3 separate regions of the Mus musculus genome follow, and all the other regions are linked to region 3. Evidence: chromatin contacts called from public promoter capture Hi-C data. All regions are on one chromosome and are shown on one strand. Each heading gives the region's core, a stretch centred on a gene start, on an enhancer-like site or on the middle of the called end of the contact. The rest is flanking DNA. Distances are from core to core; before and after follow the strand shown.

Evidence for each region. Promoter capture Hi-C pulls out the DNA fragments that hold promoters and counts their contacts. Capture Hi-C pulls out chosen DNA fragments and counts their contacts.
Region 1: a promoter capture Hi-C map of liver shows a contact between it and region 3, with 8 times the contacts expected there. The contact joins the promoter of Lrrc39 here to the promoter of Extl2 in region 3. A contact is called at or near these places in 8 of 39 promoter capture datasets (the 3T3-L1 cell line, cranial neural crest, embryonic stem cells and 3 more), 4 of 484 Hi-C or Micro-C datasets (the AML12 cell line, the G1E-ER4 cell line, bone marrow-derived macrophages and 1 more), 8 of 115 datasets of contacts at active chromatin or transcription factors (acute myeloid leukemia, bone marrow-derived dendritic cells, bone marrow-derived macrophages and 3 more) and 3 of 9 other capture datasets (adipose tissue, embryonic stem cells and macrophages).
Region 2: a promoter capture Hi-C map of adipose tissue shows a contact between it and region 3. The contact joins the promoter of 4930455H04Rik here to the promoter of Extl2 in region 3.

Annotation. Positions count from the first base shown.
Region 1 is chr3:116,560,684-116,564,923 of GRCm38.p6, reverse strand. It overlaps Lrrc39 (leucine rich repeat containing 39), which reads right to left and starts at 1,941. Exons shown (of 9, transcript NM_175413.4): 1 at 1,801-1,941. It also overlaps the pseudogene Gm9761.
Region 2 is chr3:116,965,577-116,969,907 of GRCm38.p6, reverse strand. 4930455H04Rik (RIKEN cDNA 4930455H04 gene) reads right to left here and starts at 1,641. Exons shown (of 3, transcript NR_040596.1): 1 at 1,309-1,641. Palmd (palmdelphin) reads left to right here and starts at 956. Exons shown (of 8, transcript NM_023245.3): 1 at 956-1,410. The coding sequence starts at 1,366. It overlaps Gm52613 (a long non-coding RNA gene), which reads right to left and starts at 2,886. Exons shown (of 2, transcript XR_003954544.1): 1 at 2,636-2,886; 2 at 1,892-2,182.
Region 3 is chr3:116,006,143-116,010,515 of GRCm38.p6, reverse strand. Extl2 (exostosin-like glycosyltransferase 2) reads right to left here and starts at 2,219. Exons shown (of 5, transcript NM_001163514.1): 1 at 1,979-2,219. Slc30a7 (solute carrier family 30 (zinc transporter), member 7) reads left to right here and starts at 3,110. Exons shown (of 11, transcript NM_023214.7): 1 at 3,110-3,381; 2 at 3,581-3,682. The coding sequence starts at 3,302.

The sequences.
Region 1 (4,240 bases), core at 692-3,191, 550 kb before region 3:
CATCCACACACATGTGGTATACAATTTCACAGAAATACATATGTGGTATACAATTCCACAGAAATGCACACAGAAATACATCTGTGGTATACAATTCCACAGCAATGTACACAGGAATACCTATGTTTTAGAAATAACAAAGTAAGTAGATAACTGTTTTGCATTTTTATGAGAAAGAGTAGGAGAACTTTTAGGAAACAGGAGACGGCTTGTGCAGAAGACAGAGAGTACAGTAGCAGAGGCCACAGGAAATGTGGCTGTGACCAGCGTGTGCTCCACGTGTGCATCACGATGTTGTGGAGAAACCCGTTGTTTGCATCTAACATTTAATAAGAAGGAAGAAAAAGAGGCAACCAAGTAAAACCAGCAAGGTAGGAAAAGCCCAGGAAATCCAAATGGCAAAAACAAAACAAAACAAAACAAAACAAAACAAAACAAAACAAAAACCCACAGACTGTACTTAGCCTTAAGATTCTATAGATTAAACCATAGTAAACTATCTATACATACCTCATCAAAATGGCCAATTGTACTAGACTGACTCTACCAACTATTGGTGAAAGTTTGGGTGAGAGGATTCCCCCAGTGCTTTGCATTGGTGGAACTGTGAGTTGGTTGTAACTACTTTCAAAGAGCATAGGTGATATACGAGGTATAGACATTCCTGCTCACTATGAACAAGTGTCCCCCAACAATGATTTTTCAAAATAGTATAATAATTAGTAATAATAATAATAAAATGAATGCATCATGGAATTTTGCTTTTTCATGGATACCTTCATTTGGCCCAGGACGTTTGGCTAATCATGTCTAAATTGTAGAATTAGAATTAAAATTATTTGAGGCTCATGGAGGCAGTCAGAAAAGGAACCCGAAAAGAGCTGTCAGAAGAAAACTTTGGGTTGCTTTGTCATCTACAATATGCAGAGTATTACTTAGAGAGGGATGTGAGCAGAGTGCGCGGAGCCCACAGACAGGAGCTGAGTGTGAGATCTTTCTGCAGTCAAGAGACCTTGGGATCAGGCATAATAGTATATGTCTGTTGATGGGCTGATGCAGGAGGATGGTACGTTTGAGAGCAGCTTAGGTACACCACAACACCTTACCAAAATAGGAAAGAAGGAAGGAAGGAAGGAAGGATAAAAAAGGAAAGAAAGGAAGTCAGGAAAGAATGGACAAATAAGAGAAGAGAGTGGGAGGTGGAAGGAGGAGCCTTGAAGAACATGTACTGGGGACCTTACTGCCTGGACATGTCACCTAGAATTTATTGTATCAGATGTTAATAAAGCTGATGTATGTACTAAATACTTTCAACCATATACAATTAAAATATTTCATGAATGCAAGCTATCTCCGTATTGCATTATCTTTATATAAACTCTCATTTGTTAACTTATTTCATTGCTTGACATTAAATATTGGTCATCTCTAATACTAATTTCCTTAACATGACAGATTTGCTTCAGAAAAAAAACAAGTTTGTAACAAGGCATTTCTGCATCTAGCTCCTTTGTGAAGGAAAGGCACACAGCACAGCAGCGAGCTAAGTGTGTCAATGACACGGTGGGGCAGCTGCTTTCAAAAGTTAAACAACTGAAGAAACACAACCTTAAACTCTAACTTTCAGGAAGCCTATCTCCTGTGTCCCAGAGGACGACGGCTAGGTAAGTGACCACAGCCCCCTTACAAGGCTCAGAAGTTATATCTGTGATCAGCTGATAAACTTTTTCAGTGAGATCGTCACCTGTAATTTCTTTAAGCAGAAGGAACGGAGGAAAATTGTTTCGGAAAAGCACTTACCATAGGGGGTTGCTGCAGCCAACATGCCCAGAGCTCCCTGATTCTCAGCTAGAATCAGATCCAAGGTGATTTTTTTTTCCCCCAGTGTGGCTCCAAATGACTAAAACTCTGTCGGGCTGTGACCAAGTGAAAAGTCATGTCAGCCTACTTCTAATTTTAGCTCCTGGACAAGGCTGAGAATAGCAAGAGTCACGTGGGGCTTCTGTGCAAAGGTTCAACTGATAATGTACGTGAGTGCGTTCCTACAGACACCAGGGAAGTCTCTGATAATGTACGTGAGTGTGTTCCTACAGACACCAGGGAAGTCTCTGATAATGTATGTGAGTGTGTTCCTACAGAAACCAGGGAAGTCTCTGATAATGTACATGAGTGTGTTCCTACAAACACCAGGAAAGTCTCTGGGAGAACCATTTCTTTTTAAATTAATTTAAATTTTTTAACTGTGTGTGTGTGGGGGGGGTGTTTTGTGTGCATGTATGGCTGTGTGCCACATGCATGCAGTGCCCTGCAGGCCAGAAGAACTTGTTGGGTCTCCTGGAACTGGAGTGATGGATGGTTGTGTGCTATCACATGGATGCTGGGAAATGACCCTGGGTCTCCTGCAGGAGCAAGTGCTCTTAAGCACTGCACCATCTCTCCGGCCTCTTGGAGGGAGAACAATTTCTAAGTGCCAGAAAAGAATTCTTTCTAAAAGTCCGTCCACTTTTCATGACTTACAGATCTTACATACTTAACAGAACATAGTGGATCTGTTGGAAGCAAAGCAACTTCAAAATACACTGATGTGCAACAGGACAAAGCCCCTCACTACCTTGAAGTAAAAGCCCCAGTGCTTCAGATGAATGAATAGGGAAGGTGTGGCGAGGAACCGCAATTTGTGCTGCACCTAAGCTTCAGTTTCAGGGAGAAATGGTTGACTGAAGCCCTGTCCAGTCCACCTCCTTCTGCTATCAGGTACACTCTCAAGCCTAGGACTTCAGACTTAATTAACTTTCCATTTTTAACTCTCAGCTCCCACAGACAGGACCTAATTCCATGTTCTTAAGAATTATACATACAGCCAGGTGGTAGTGGAACACACTTTTAATTCCGGCACTCCAGGGAAGCAGACACAGGCAGATCTCTTTGAGTTTGAGACCAGCCTGGTCTACAGAGCTAGTTCTAGGACAGCCAAAGCTACACAGAGAAACAGTGTCTTGAAACCTCTCACACCAAAAAAGACAATTATACTCTTAGCTTTTAAAAATCTGTACACATCTGTACACAGATAAAATATAAGAGGTAAAACTGAAAGACCTCCGAAGGGAGTCCCTCACTCAAGTCTCGGGATAATAGTGGACCCCCAAGAACTCATGAGAGACCAAACTTGATGCAAACCACAGGAGGCTTTATTCGGGAAAACCAGAGCTCTGGGGACGACTCATATCTCACGCAGGGGTAGAGGAGTCAACCCCGAGGGGACAGGGGTCCCAGGTTTTATAGGCCCTCAGGGGGGAAAGGAGAAGGGGGAGAGTAGGGGATTTCCAGATCTAAACAATGTCTATTCTAAAATGATTGATTCCTCAAGAAATGGGTATGGGGGCCATTTCGTGACGCCGCGGGACCGAGAATCTGTAGGAGCAGAGCCAGAGGGAAGCGGGTGGGCCTGTCGGAGCGTTAGGATTTGAGCTTGGGCCTTTTGAACCCAGGATCTCGAAATGCATCGTGATTCCTGTCCCTTGGATTGTAAGGTTTATGTAGGTAATCTTGGAAATAATGGAAACAAGACTGAATTAGAACGGGCTTTTGGCTATTATGGACCACTCAGAAGTGTGTGGGTTGCTCGAAACCCTCCTGGCTTTGCTTTCGTCGAATTTGAGGATCCCCGAGATGCTGCTGATGCTGTCCGGGAACTAGATGGAAGAACACTGTGTGGCTGCCGTGTAAGAGTGGAACTGTCGAATGATGAAAAGAGAAGTCGGAATCGTGGGCCGCCTCCCTCTTGGGGTCGTCGTCCTCGAGATGATTACCGCAGGAGGAGTCCTCCACCTCGGCGCAGATCCCCAAGAAGGAGAAGCTTTTCCCGAAGCCGGAGCAGGTCACTTTCTAGAGATAGGAGAAGAGAAAGGTCTCTGTCTCGTGAGAGAAATCACAAGCCGTCTCGATCCTTCTCTAGGTCTCGTAGCTGATCTAGGTCAAATGAAAGGAAATAGAAGATCAGTTTGCAAAAGTGGTGTACAGGAAATAACTTCATCTGACAGGAGTATGTACAGGAAATTAAAGTTTTGTTTGAGACTTCATAAGCTTGGTGCATTTTTAAGATGGTTTAGCTGTTTAAATTTGTTTTGTCTCTTGGAACAGTGACACACAAAACAATGTAATTCTCTATGGTTTTCAGATGGATCATAAGAGGCACGTGATATCAAGAATTGTTACTTTACAATGTTCCCTTAAGCAAGAT
Region 2 (4,331 bases), core at 392-2,891, 960 kb before region 3:
GAGCCTGTTGCCTCATTTTAAAATAGGAATAATAGCACCTATCTCTCAACACCCCTAAGATAAATAAGATGAGATGCATTTGTCTATGGACAAATATTAGCTACTACTATAACAAATATCAAAAGCACAAAGAAATGTACGCCAGTGTGTTCAGTGTCAGCCTTGTCTATTTAACCTCCCTGCCTGAATGGTGATATTAAAGGGCTGATCCAAACACATAATAATGTGGTGGATGGTAATTGGGGCTCACCACATCAACATGCACTTAAAGAATAGGTGGGAAAAAGAAAACAAAGTCCATTGCAAAGCTTCCTGGGCTCTGCTCTGACCTGAGTTTCCCCGGGGTTCACTGCCTTCCTTAAAGGGCAGGGACTGTCCACCCAGGGCACACTTTCACAGGCTCGCTCCTTGCTCTTGCATAACTTCAGGCTGTCAAAATGGGCACCTTCCTGAAATTGAAGATTGTCGGGGTTTGTTTTTTTGTTTTGTTTTGTTTTGTTTTTTGTTTTTTGTTTTTTGTTTTTTTTGAATGGGGTCCAAAAAAGGTGCTGCAGTCCCCAGATATCCAACATCAATCATCACGTTAACACCTTTGGGTTTTTTTGTTTTGTTTTGTTTTGTTTTGCTTTCCAAGACCTAAGAGTCTAAGGTCTCTGTCAGAAGGCTGCCTGCGGTGGGACTTTGAGAGGGGAGCTGAGCTTGATGCAAATATTCTACTCTAAGGGTTCTTCGGTTACTAAAGGAGCCATCACCATTACCTAAAGCCAAGCAGAGGGAGATAACAAACAAGTGACTTAGCACTTCTCTCTCTCTCTCTCTCTCTCTCTCTCTCTCTCTCTCTCTCTCTCTCTCTCTCTCTCATCCCCCCCCCCCCCCCGAGATAAACTAAGCGAGATAACTTTAAACACACACAGGCTCACAGGAAAACCTGGGCTGCCCGGACCCCGACACTCAGCACGGCAGCTCCCTGCGCCACTCCTGGAAAATAATGACTTGGGTAAGGAACAGTTAATAAGAAAATGTGTCTCGCTAACCGTGCACAGCACAACAAAGAGCTGGCAGCCCCTGAAGGAAAAGGGCTTGTGCGGCTGCCGTTCAAACTTGTCAGTCAACTCGTGCCAGCAGCCTCAGCGTCTGCCTCCCCAGTGCACCCTCATTACATGTGTCTGTCTGGCCTCATCTGTGCATGGGCTCTGAGCCGCTCCGCTCCTGACAGTTCGGAATTCTCTTCCTCTCTCCCTGCTGCAAAGAGCGGATTTCTCTCCGTGTCTCTTCTGTCATCTCCAGCTCCCCTCTCCAAGGACGCACCTTGATTTATGGTAGCTTTGGACTTCCTTCAGCGTCTGCCTGTCCTTGACTTCTAGAATGGAAGAAGCTGAGCTGGTGAAGGGAAGACTCCAGGCCATCACTGTAAGTCTACATAGAGTTTTAAGTCAGTAAGGTGGTTGCTTAGACAAACGGCACCGGCACCGGCACCGGCACCGGCACCGGCACCGGCACCGGCACAGGCGACGTTGCTAGCTGTCCTTGTCTCCCAGGCCTTCCAAGTAGAGAAACAGAACTAAGCCTTCGTGGACTCTGGTCTGCTTCTCTTAACCCTTGTGACCCTCCATGACACTGGGGCTTCAGAACCTGAGATCCAGGGAAATGGTTCTGGAATTTACAGATGGTGTTTGCATTCTAAACGATAATCAAGGGTTGTTTGCTTGTTTGCTTGTTTTTATAAATAGTTTGTAAACTCTCCTCACCTTCTGTGGATATCTGAAGTTTAGGGTTTTTTCTTCAAATTCCTTCTATCGGACAAATGTTCTTATAGATGCCTAACTGGAAAACTTTTCAAAGCAATGAATAGAACCCCCAAAAGTTTTTTTTTAAAGAGGTAGATCAAAAGGAAGAAAATCGGAAACATTTTTATTCATGTGTCAAAGTATATTCCAGACAAACCTAACTGAATTAAAGCAAAGCTTGGTGTATGTATGTATGCATATATATATATGCGAAGTATTAAAACAGAAGAAAAGTAGCGAAGGCACGCATCAGAGTAATTCTCGCAGATCAGTTTTCCAGTACAGAAGGACAGACATAGTCCGAATAAGGTCTCAATACAGGAGCCATGCACAAGATGGACTTGGAAAATATTTCCCTAATTCCGGGAAGAAAAGTAGTACACTTGATGTTTGTTCTGGGGAAAAAAAAAATCAAAGCAAGAAATGAGTCACTTTTCTTAAATGATACCATTCTTTTTCTCATTTGCTTCCAAACTGCTGTATGTGACGATAACCTGGAAGTCCCTGACCTGGTCATCTATCGTTATTAGCTGTAACTTTTGATAGCATTTTTGCAAGGAAAAGCAACTTGGCAAATCCACACCCCTGTGCGTCACATTTTCTGACACTGAAATTAACCGTCAAAAAAGAAGTAACTACTTTCTGAAAAACTGACACTAAATCAAGGTAGATAGGAGGTTATCCAACTCTTTGCTCCTCAAATTCTCACAATTAATTAAGCAAATCCTAATTTAGGTTTTGTTGTGCATACACACACACACACACACACACACACACACACACACACACTAAGGGAATATAGCGGGGGTTTTTTCCCTCCTACCCAGAAAGGATAAATAAAAACCTACTTTCTTCACCAGTGAAAAGGAGCCAAGAGTCCACTAAGCAGCCTGGGCACCTTTCTATAGAGAGTACTTTTTAATTTCTGAATTCTAATTACTGTATTTTTTCCTTTCATCTTAAAAACCTTGGCCTGGATTTTTGTTTGTTTTGTTTTGTTGTTAAATCCGGCCACAGCTTCAGCTGTCCTCCTAGAAGGGACAGGAACTCCACTGTGCTCTGTTGTTCTTGGCATGGCCCTTTCACATTACAGCTGTTGGCTAAAGGTTACTTCACTGGGCCGTGTGAGTCGCTCACAACTAGGTTCCATTTCTCCCCACGGCTTTACCTCCCGGATAACCAAATGAAACAGTTGACTCGGTGATGCACACAGACACCTTCTTCTGTGTCTCTGCTACTGAACTGGGGAACATCTTATTTTAAGGTCTTGCTAAGTGTGGTTTGCAGCTTAGAGCATTTAGTGAACTAGGGCATGGTCCAAGTAGATGGCGGCTGAGAGTTATTCAGAAAGCCAAGGAATTTTCACTGAGGCTTCAGGTGCAATTAGATATAGAAGATCAAAATGCCTTAAAAGGAATTGAGTAGGTAGGCAGGTTCCTGAATATAGAGATACTTTCACTGTTAAAATTAATAAACTTTTAAAAATTATCCCACGAGCCCAAACATATCCCTTTAGAGTTAATTAAGTCTTGGAGGTACAGTCACAAAACTTAGCTTGAAAGTAAAATTCTTGCTTAAAGCCTGTAGGGTAAAAACTGGCAAAAGTTTATAGGAACGAATTTCCATAAGCCTGCACCTCACAGGGCTCAGTCACATTTGTCACCACCTAGAGGGGAAATGGAGTAGTTCCTCCGTGTCCATGGAAACAATACAACCACTCTCCTCCTGCACACCCTGGGAAATGCCAGCTTACTCCGCCCTGGCCTTGCCCAGGAAGCCACCCCTGCTATTCTTTCTTCCTAGGAAAAGAAAACACACCGTACCCAGGGAACTTTCAAGAGTTATCTCATTTTTTGAAAGGCATTAAAATTACAAAAACTCAGAGATAATCTTTTAACTGCTCTCCTACACTGAAATAATTTTTATATATGTCCATGACGGCAAAGATGTTAATTCCCTAAGACACCAAGACTCAACAACACAGAGACTTCACTGTAAAAGGACAAGAACAACAAACATTAACACTGCAAGAGCTGTTTGATTTTTTTATTATTATTAAATTATGATTCTCTAACTTTTGGCAGTAAAATGAAATAAGCTGTAAATATTGTTCTTACTCCACAGGGTCTCAAGTAACTAAAAAGGTGTTCTTTTAACTACAAATAATTGAAAAAAATTCATCTTCATATAATTTGGCTGAACCAAGTAGCATTACGATAAAACTACTGTAACCCTGTGGTGACGCCATTCATTTCCCATACCAGTAAATTTTATTTTAAGATCATTCACAAATTTTTTCAATGGTTTAAAGACAATGAGGGCCAAATTATGAAAGGACTCAGAAAGGATTATTTTGAGGAGGACATTAAAGTCTGGATGCTCCAAATTGACTCTTTTAATTAATTACCTTCACATTCTGCCTTCATTGCTCCACCCCTAAAGCCACTCCTCATTTCCTGAGTTGATGACCAAAGTACTCGTTAGTCAATGAGTTCCATTCCCAGCTGTAATCGAAAACAGAGCAACCTTGCATTGACTAAATAT
Region 3 (4,373 bases), core at 970-3,469:
TAGATAGTGTTTTCTTGTTGGCTGATGCTAACACTGCAGCGCTTTTGTCTTTAGATTTCTCTGGAGGGTCCAGAAACAGTAAACAGAGACTGTCCCAACTGATGCATCTGAAACCAGGGCACACACATCTCAAAGTGACGCCGAGGACTGTGAATATAATTTGCATCACTAGTTAATTCCTAGACTCACGTTCATCTTTACTCTTACCCTCTATTACAGCTCCCTTTTAAAACAACACTTCATAGGACAACAATCTGATGTATCTAATAAAGCATGGGTCTAAAATAGGGTTGCAGATAAACGCCACACGGATTACTGAGGTTGACAGATGGCACCCTTGTCATTCTTGCTGTCTGTTACCGGAAAGGACTCAGAACAGGAGGAATGTCCGTCCTTTCATCTTCTCTGCTTTCATATTTCAATCTTCAACCACACAACTAACCACGCCATACAGCGCGTTCATCTAAAGCGACTAACTGAATAGATACATAAGTATTTAAAATAGAGATACACTTATTAATTTAAGAACATTTATTACTGTATCTATTCTGTAGTCTTCTCTAGCCATTTAGTCTTTGTAATGCACAACGGACCTATGACTGGAGACTTCCCAAGTACCTCGTGTGACTGCAGGCTTGCTTAAACACTGACCACCAACACAGAGCTAAGGAATCAAAATCGTTGTGCGCCCAACTCCTTCTTTTAATGATAAGAATTACTGCGGGAGTAAGATGAATGGGTGAGCACAGGCAGAAAGGCTCATCGAGCAATAGCTGTTGTCTCTGTTCACTGTTTCAAATTCATCGCTGCTGCACAACTTAAAGACTGCACCATCTAAAATACCGATGGGTTTGCCTTTCTCCCCACCTCCCTCTCTTCACATTAATTTGTCCTCTCCATAAAACTCTCCCCGGAGAAGAACTCTCACTTATCTTGCTTTATAGTCTGGACACCCAACACATACAAGATAATCTCCAAATGATAACTGAGTTCTATTTTGACGTGTGGGACGTGTGTTAACATGTGGGACATATGTTAACCTATGTGTAGGTTAACATGAACAGGATAGATATTATTTAAAGATTACAAAAAGAAGTGAGGCACAGTAGAAACAACTTTTCCTGGTTTAAAGAGTGTCCTTCTGTCCTTTATACTGCAAACGAAAATGCCTTTAACGCTGATTGGCCTTTATGCTGTCCAGGGCTAAGGATTAAAAAATAGCATGGCCACAGTCAGAAGGGAGAAGATCTTCAAGAGCAGATCTACCTTATATCGTAACAAATCTAGGAAACTGATAAAGCTGAAATTAAATTTCTTTAATGCCTTTCAAAACTATTCAATAACAGGTAATATGGGTTCCTCCCTATCTATGCCAGCTAAGCAACTTCGGATTTACAACAGTGCAAGATGGAATACAGAATTTATTTCCAAAGGCAGGATAAAAACCACATAGGCTCAAATTGCAGGTGACCTTAATGAGAAGGCTGGAAATCCATTGCTGAAACTTGATTATTTTGATATACCATCCCCACCATCATACTTAAATAAAGCAGTCTTCAAGGGGGAAAAAATCAATTGCAATAGCTATTTTGCCTTAAACGACCTCGTCTGCAGTCAGTTCTGGCTTCCTCAGCAATGCAGTAGGGTAGAATTGAAAAACTGCTCTGAACAACAACAACAGAGTAGCCTTTAAAAAGTAAATGCTACTAATTGAGAATATTTGCTTACATGACAATAATGGTCCAAGAAAGGCAAAGACAAAAGAGACATGTTTGTCCTAGAACTTATAGAATCAAGCCGTTTGTTACCAGCAGTTTTTAAAGAGGAACATTAAAAAAAAATCAAGATCTATTTTCAAAAATCTAAATTACAGAATAAATCCTTCCTACCCACAAAGTTCCAAGAACGAGGGCAAAACAAGCAGAGGTCCCAAATGGAAAGATAAAATCAATGAAAGAGAATTTCACAGTTGCCTCACCTCTAGTGCAGAAGATTGCAGCGGGGCCAGCGGGTTTATTTGCAGCTTGGTTAGCATAAATCGAAAGGAGAGTCTCCTTTGCTTGCCTCTTTTCCACCCCTTTCCTAAACCGGGCTTCCAACCTCTCTGCCCGTCCAATTGATAACCTAGGAAATGCGCCGCCTGCAAAGTGAGTGCCTGGAGCAGGGGACAGTTCCTGAGTGGCCACCCCTCCCTCGCTTTGGGTGACGCTCCACTTCCTGTTAGGCAAAAAGGCTTTCCCAAGAAGCTCGGTTTTGTAGTTTCCAAGCCACCTCCCCAAACCAGACCCCCTTTCCGGGTTTCCCCTTCTAGGTAATAACTTTTAATCATTCACGTGATCGGCCAGCTGACCTTGTCTAAACAATCCCCTAGAAAGATGCTGGAGAGTGTCTCTCTAGCCAGCCCAGGCCCACAAGGCTCATCCCCAGCCTCCCACCCAACAGGCTTGTATCTGCACCTCCTGAAATGGACCATAGTGACAGCTACTGTCTTGGGGGTGACAAGGATGCTAAAGGAACCTGTCTGCGGTTGCCTTCAGGGCTACAACCGAATGAGGTTGCAGGGGAGAAACAGCAAGAAGCGGACCTCAAGGCCATAGTCTATGGCCCTCTTCCTAAAGGACGTTTTAAAATACCTTTAAGTGTTTCTTTTGCAAAGCACTCAACGATCGCGTCCCGCGTGACGGTTTCCGCGGGTGGGGGTGGACTCCCTTAGCGTTGACCTCGGGAAGCCATTCTCGCACATCCCGTGCAGTGGCGGCGCAGCACGTGGCCGCCTGGGCTTTTCAGTGATGCTGCCTAAGGCACAGCGGGGATTTGAGGTCCTTTAGGGGGTTAATGCTGAAGGAGCAGGAGCGGGCTGCACTGCATCCGGGGACGATAGTGATGGGCGATCTGGGTGGGTGACAGCGGGCCCTGAACCAGTCAGCCACGTCTGCAGAGAGCCAGCAGGGGTATCTTTCGTGAGTTCAGGAGATAGGACCCCTAGCTCAGCTAGAGATAGATCCCCAAGCTTTCAGCTCGGACTTTCCGCAGCCCCCAAGCCCCGCCTCCTCCCCGTAAGCCCCTCCCCTGCCGGAGTCCCCGCCCCCGCCTCCCGCTTTCCCGTCCCAGGACGCGTTGCGCGGCCCGGGCCGGAAGTCCTCGAATTCCCGGGTGTGTGTCTGTGTCTGTGTCTCGCGGCGGTGCCGCGGCGGTCAAGCGCTTTGGGGTCCGCGTTTGAAGCGTCACCGCTGTCACTGCCGCCACCATACCGAGTCACTTCTAGAGGGACGGAGACCCGGCCCTTCGCCGGGTGGAGAAGATGTTGCCCCTGTCCATCAAGGATGATGAATACAAACCACCCAAGTTCAATCTGTTCGGCAAGATCTCAGGCTGGTTTAGGTGCGGGGTGCTGTGATTGCTGGGAGGGGGCTGCCCGGGATGCTGAGACAAAGCTGGGTGCTAAGGATGGCCTGAGGTCCAGCATGGGAGCGTCACCCTCCTGCTGTGGTGGAACGAGCATGCGGACTGGGTGGGTTTTGAGGGGTCCCCGCAACCCCCTTGGCTCCTGCTTGCTTCTGATCACCTGTATCGTGCCCAGGTCCATCCTGTCGGACAAGACATCCCGGAACCTGTTTTTCTTCCTGTGCCTGAACCTCTCTTTCGCTTTTGTGGAACTACTCTACGGCATCTGGAGCAACTGGTAACCAAAGGGGAAGATGATTGGGGCGGAAGCAGAGGGTGAGGGAGACAAGCCACTATTTGCTTAGTGCCACGTAGCTCCTTACCGGCAGGTTCACGTCTTACCTTTGCCACTACCACTTTTGCTGAGTTGCTCTCAGCGTACTCTCACCAAAAGGGAAGGGCTGCAGTTCTAAGATCGGGGACTCTCATTTCCTGCAACTCCATTAAACAGAACTGACAAACAGGCCCCCTCCTCATATTTTTTTTTTACTTTTTTATTTGGCAGATGCAATGAATCTCTTTAACAGCTTGCCTTAGCTATGCCTCAGGAAAAATGAGAGGATCCTGTTAGCTAACCTACCTGTGGGTGTGGCTTTTTTTTTTTTTTTTTTTTTTTTTTTTGGATTTCACTCCTAAGATTCTGAGAGAGAAAGATCTGAATGGCCCTGTTAAATTTATGATTGCCTTTGAATGACTTTTGAAGAGGTTTGTGAAGAGACCGTTGGCAAAGCATATGCCATTCTCTTTTCCAGTGAAACTGTCTTAGGATTTTCCTTGTATCTTTACTGCAGTAGAAAATCCCATACAGTTTTCTGAGAATGCCATTTTGACTTGAAGGCTTTGGTGTCACCTTTGGGCTTTTTTGTTTGTTTGTTTTTGTTTTATGGTGTCAAGATTTGGGTCGAAGAGAGTCCGGTGTCGCTAAGGAA